2 separate regions of the Columba livia genome follow, and region 2 is linked to region 1. The links are chromatin contacts, called in public Hi-C maps. All regions are on one chromosome and are shown on one strand. Each heading gives the region's core, a stretch centred on a gene start, on an enhancer-like site or on the middle of the called end of the contact. The rest is flanking DNA. Distances are from core to core; before and after follow the strand shown. Region 1 overlaps FGD4 (FYVE, RhoGEF and PH domain containing 4). Region 2 has its middle 9.0 kb from the start of FGD4.

Region 1 (2,930 bases), core at 243-2,742:
AGAATATGAAGACATGCCTGTTGAGGTTTCTGTAAGTTGCTGCTCTTCCTTTGTAGCCCTCCTAGTATCCATGTTTTTCTTCAATAACTGGAAGAAGCTTGGCAGAAACTTTGTTTTCAAGTTCACCATTCTTATAGTAGAGGAATTACAAAGCAATCGTCTTGCTGGTAATTGTTTTTCTTTATAATGCCAAATCTTATAAAAAAGCCTCATTTTTTCTTGACTTGTATAACAGAGTACCCTTTCAGTGATGCACAATGATTTTTTTGACTGGGTTCTTTGTTATTTCTTGTATAGATTTCAAAACGCATTTTGAGCTGCGTTTTGCCATTTCCTTTGCAGAGGAAGAGAATAACTATTTTCTCTATTTAAAGTGCTGCACAACTTTTTATACTGGCTTTTTTTTTTTCTTTCCATCCTTTCCCTGCCCTCTGGCAGAATGCTGAGCTTGGGAAGAGAGCACCGAGGTGGATACGAGACAACGAAGTAACCATGTGCATGAAATGCAAGGAGCCCTTTAATGCACTGACAAGGAGACGGCACCACTGCCGAGCGTGTGGACATGTAAGTGCAGAACCTCAGCTGCTGTAGCTGAGGAGTGGGCTTGGGAATGGGTTTGAGAATCTGCTTGAGTTCTGGGGGATGCTTGTTATGCTGTAGAGTTTGTTGCTGTGCTTGTGGCTGAAAGGAGAAGCTGTGTATAGCCTACCACAAAGGTTCCTCTGTCTTCAGTTGGCATGGGAAATGTGGAAGTAATTTGGAGCGGTGGAAGATGTGTGTTTGTGTAAAATGTCCCAAGCCCCTGGATATACAATACACTTATTTCTGAGTGGCCTCCACTGATCTCAGCAGTTTCAAGACTCACTACAAGAGTTTCCCCTCACTACAAGAAAAGACATTGAGGTGCTGGAGAGAGTTCAGAGAAGGGCAATGAAGCTGGTGAGGGGTCTGGAGCACAAGTCTGATGAGGAGCAGATGGGGGAACTGGGGCTGTTTAGCCTGGAGAAAAGGAGGCTGAGGGGAGACCTTATTGCTGTCTACAGCTACCTGAAAGGAGGTTGTAGCATGGAGGGGGTTGGTCTCTTCTCCAGGCAACAAGTGGTAGAACAAGAGGGAACAGCTTCAAGTTGTGCCAGGGGAGGTTTAGATTGGATATTACGAAAAATATCTTCAAGGAAAGTGTTGTCAGGCACTGGAACAGACTGCTCAGGGAAGTGGTGGAGTCACCATCCATGGGAATGTTTATAAGACATACAGATGAGGTTCTTAGGTACATGGTTTAGTGCCAGTGTTAGGTTAATGATCTTGAGGGTCTCTACCAACAAAAATAATTCTATGATTCATTCTATTCTATGATTCTAAGACCGTATTAAGCTGGCATAAGCCAGTGTTATCCCTGGTAGCACTGGCTGCCTCTGCTTACCGTTCTGCAATCTCCTCTCTCCTTGTCCAGAGAAACGTGAAGCCCCGCAGTTTTTCTTTGGGTTACCTTGGGGCTGTTCTCAGCTGGGTTCAGCATGTAACATGCACGAAGCATCGGGGAAAGGCTGAAGGTTGGGATGGGGAGAAAGTATTACTGCTGCTTTCCATGTATGATGCTATGGTAACATATACCACTTTAAAGCAACCATGAAATACAGGATATATCAAAAAGATGGACCCAATTTGAAAATTTAAAATCACTGGATATCTCTGCAACCATGAACCACCCATGAATGAAACACTTACCACTTGAAAGAGTGGGACATAATGTTTCAAATTATTTGTTTGTAAATTTTTGTGTAATTGTAACATGTTGCCATTGTGAAATATACTGCTTTGAAACTAGATCCATCTTTTTGAAACATCCTGTAGTGGAATGAGTTCAGAGTGCTTTAGTTGCCATCCAGCAGCTATGCTTTTCTCCAGCAGATGGTAGTGCAAGCCCAGGTTTAATATTTGTCTTGCAGGTTATCTTGCATGATTTCTTTCTAATATTTTCACGTGGTGTGAAGACTTACTGCATTCATAATGCTGGTTTTGTTCTTTGCAAGACACTAGAGATGTTTTCAGAAGTTCTGAATTATTCATTATACAGTTGTTATCTGTTTTTTATTCTTTTTTTTTCTAGGTCATTCTGTCTTAAAACTCCTTCATTAATCTAAAGATCATATGCTTCCTTTTTTTCTTCCTTTTGTTTAGAGTCCTAAGTACTTCCCTTTATTATAGTTCACATCTCCTTCCACTTTGATTTTAAACATATTTTCATGGGAATTAATTTGGATCAGTGATAGTGTCTTTCTAGCAAGAACTAATTGGAAATATTTAACTAGTATTCTCGAGAGATACTAGTTGAAGGTAGTGATCTAGATTAATACTGCAGAGCCCTGGTCCACAATAAAAATTTGATCAGGTGTTTGAGTGGTTCACATCCATTTGTCTACCTTTCTTTCTTGAAATAACAGCACTCATGCTTTTAGTACAGGCTCTCTCTTTCCCCTGAAAGAACATTTCTGTGGAAAAATATTTGTAATGAAAGAACTTCTCTCAGATCTTCTTGCATTTCAGTTTTCTGTATATGTTTTGTGAAAAGACAAAAGCCAGTGTGACAGTGGTTTATGCTGTGTACTCATCAGCAGTTTCTGGAACTGTAAATTTAATATTTCTTAGGTTAAAAAAGTAACCATTTCTAATTTTATTAATTTTTTAATCATTAAAAGTGCATCTCAGTTCTACATCTCTGAGGTTATGTAGAAAACCAAATGCTAAGTGTACCTTTTCAGAGTGGCATCTAAAGAAACTGAAGGATTTTCTTCCTGTGGCGTGGTTCTGGTTCTATTCTTTAACCTACAGATATAAGTGAAAGCCTAATGTGATTTTATACAAAGTTGCCACCAGGTAAATAGTAAAAAGCAATTCTAGTTACGAAGCAGTGGCACAAATTTGGAGAA
Region 2 (2,948 bases), core at 73-2,572, 120 kb before region 1:
GAAGAGCTGAAGTTGGCGTAAGATCAGCTGGGGAGTGCCGTGCACTGTACAGCGCACCGTACCGGCTTTTTAAACTAAGAAACGTCTTTCATCCCTTGTGCAAGAGCCTTGTTCTGACAGCCAGGGGGTCAAAATCCTCCCTCAGTAGCCAGTCCCACGGTGGTCTGGGAACATGGCCCCTCACAGCTGGCAGTATCCCTGGGGGATAGCAAATGGGCCAGGAAAAGGGAAGAGCCTGGAGGAAATACTGTGCCTCCACACCTGCTGTCATGTTTGACTCAATGGGAGCTATTGGAGGGCTGGTTTTGTTCTTGGCTGGCTGGTGAGGTGCTTTGGCTTGTAACAGAATTTGTGCATGGTGACAGAAATGCAGATCAAGAACTGTCACTTATCTAAGTTCTTGCCACTTCTCTCTTTTCTTCCTTTTTCCACCTAGCAGGGAAAGGGAAGGTCCTCCCGCCTTATCTGTGTTCATTGCAGAAGTGCCTTTGGCAGTGGTGTTGCAGGATCACTTTTGCAGAAGTGTGACTGCTCAAGATAAATTTCTCTTACTCTGGTTGTTCCTCCCCTTCAATTTTAAACTAAAATAATTTTTGAGAATTAAAAAAAAAAAAAGAGGAAGCAGACTTTTCTTCCTCAGAGTATTTGCTTTGAAAGCAGTTGCACAGAGTTGCCCCTTATGTGAACATTCTCACAGCAAAGTTGGTTAGAGAAACTTCTAAACCATATTGCTCCTTCCTCTTCCCCTTCCTATGTATCATCTCTTCAGCAGGTCCTGTGCAACTCCCTGAGAGGCAATGGTACGAGTCAGATCACTGAAATAGTCGGGGTTAAAAATAATAATAATAATTAAAATATATTTTTTGTTTCCAAAGAAAATGTCTGCATAGTATCTCCTTTGAGAAGCACCGCTACCCCTTGTTCTGGAGTAGGAGAGCAGGAGGTAATTTCTGACAAATGACCTATTGGTTTGCCTATAAACATATATCAGATGATAATGGAAATGATCCTCAGCTAAAGTTTACAGTGACTGCCACTGCAAGTCTTTGTTTCTGGATACCTCCCTTGATAAATCCTGCAGTTACACTTAGAGAAACACCAAACACTCCCAGCTACACCTAAAGGCAGCAGGAGCCATAGTTTGACTCTCTTAACACCACAAAGCACTGACAGGCCACTGGCAACTCAGGTTGAGCACAAAAAATGACTAAATAATTTTGAACAAGGTTGAAAACAGAGAGAACAGAGGTACCAATTATTAAGAGAGCCATATCATAGGGCCTGACATCCACATCTGCTAGCAGCCTGTGATTACAAACATAGAAGATTTTATATAGAGAACAAAATACAGGGGGGAAATGGAGCTAACATAGATAATAAGAATGTGAATCCTCATAAAAACATTTGGAATAAAGCCAGCTCTCATCTATTTGTGTATGCTAAAGGCACAGGCACAACTACTTTCCTCTCAGTGGAAAGTTTGAGTGATTGCCTGAATGAAAGAAAAAAGTCCTAACTTTGCACAAAAAATGAGGCTTATACTATAGTTGACAACTCAGCAGAAACTTAATAACCCAGTAAAAAATATTGACCTTTGCAAGAATGATTCCTTCTTGACTACAGCAGTATATTAGAAAACACACTTTTCACTCATTATTATTTATAAATTCTCTTATATCATATTGGAGGGATCTAACTTCAGGAATAAGGTTTGGTGGCTGGTTTTACAGAAAAAAAAAAATAATAAAAAAATATATAAAATACATGATTGAGAAAATGTTATTTGTGAGAAAGCTCCATATGAGGGGAGAGAAAGAAGCCCTTTCATCTCCCTGAACTGAGTTATCAGGAAACTTTGGAAATAAATAATGAGACAGTTGTGTCCATTGAAATTAGTTCATAGGATGCCCACATCTTTTTAAGTGTTTATGACCTCTCTCAAAGGAAATCGATGTTTGCTATTCAATGCTGTCGTATTGGTTAAGGTATTAAAACTGAGGCTATTTACATAGATTAGGAATATGATATGGAAAGCTACATGAGTACAGAGCTCCCTTGAAGATCAAATTCTGAATGCAGAAGATGTAGACCCAATATCTTGTTCTTCTTCACAGAGATGGGAAATGCATGTGACCACAGGAGAAAAACAGCTACTGTTTTTACAGCACAGAGGTTGTCTTCTGTTCCCCTGTACAAGACTAACTGGCTTTGCTACAGCAATAAGAAGCCTCTGTTAGAGATAGATGACCTCTGTAAACTCAGATGGCTCAATGCTGATCCATCCAAGGCAGCTCTTTCTACAGTGCTACAGCTTGTTACTGCTCTAAGATGAAGTAGCAGCTGTTCGTCATAGCTATACGGATGCTACCATCAAGCCTTTGACCCGTGTCATTTACAGTTGGTTGGGAAACTTGCTTTGACCTGAATGAATGGACCTGCCATTCAATTTGTTGCTTTGAAATTTGATTTTAAGACATCCCTGGGTTGCAGCAAAGCTCCACTGACTTTAGTAGGCTCCATCTGGACTGGGCATTCATCTGTGTGGAGCAGATGACAGGACCATGGGCATAACATGGAGTATCTCATGCAATTTGAGGATATGACTGGTGAGTGATTTCATGACCAGCTTGTGACTCAGCTTCAGGCATGCAAAATGTAAAATTAGAACTTATATAAATGCACTGCATTTAAATGCCAGCAATCTCCAAGTCCTACATTACTTAAAAAGAAAATGCCTCTGTGAAGCCACTACTGCTTTCAAAGGTTTTTGTTATCTAAGCCAAATGCAAAGTAGCTCTTTTTATCTTCAGCGCACACTGTGCATATTAATTCGTTCCCAAAACATCTTTGCAAAATGGGTACTGTTATCTCTCTACCTACAGACAGACAAATTGAGACTGTGTGATGGGAAAACATCAACACTCAACAAAGTGAGCCAAGTTTCTTTA

Evidence for each region. Hi-C and Micro-C count contacts between places; a contact is called where the count stands out from the background.
Region 2: a Hi-C map of liver shows a contact between it and region 1, with 2.5 times the contacts expected there. The contact joins two enhancer-like sites.

What each region holds. Positions count from the first base shown.
Region 1 is chr1:144,738,448-144,741,377 of bColLiv1.pat.W.v2, reverse strand. It overlaps FGD4 (FYVE, RhoGEF and PH domain containing 4), which reads left to right. Exons shown (of 18, transcript XM_065034966.1): 14 at 1-31; 15 at 439-564. Among named protein-coding and RNA genes, the nearest start is that of DNM1L, 18 kb to the right of the region's middle. Within about 2 kb of position 1,492, at least 1 of the 3 cell types and tissues checked has an H3K27ac peak away from gene starts, as active enhancers do.
Region 2 is chr1:144,857,510-144,860,457 of bColLiv1.pat.W.v2, reverse strand. No RefSeq gene overlaps it. Among named protein-coding and RNA genes, the nearest start is that of FGD4, 9.0 kb to the right of the region's middle. Within about 2 kb of position 1,322, at least 1 of the 3 cell types and tissues checked has an H3K27ac peak away from gene starts, as active enhancers do.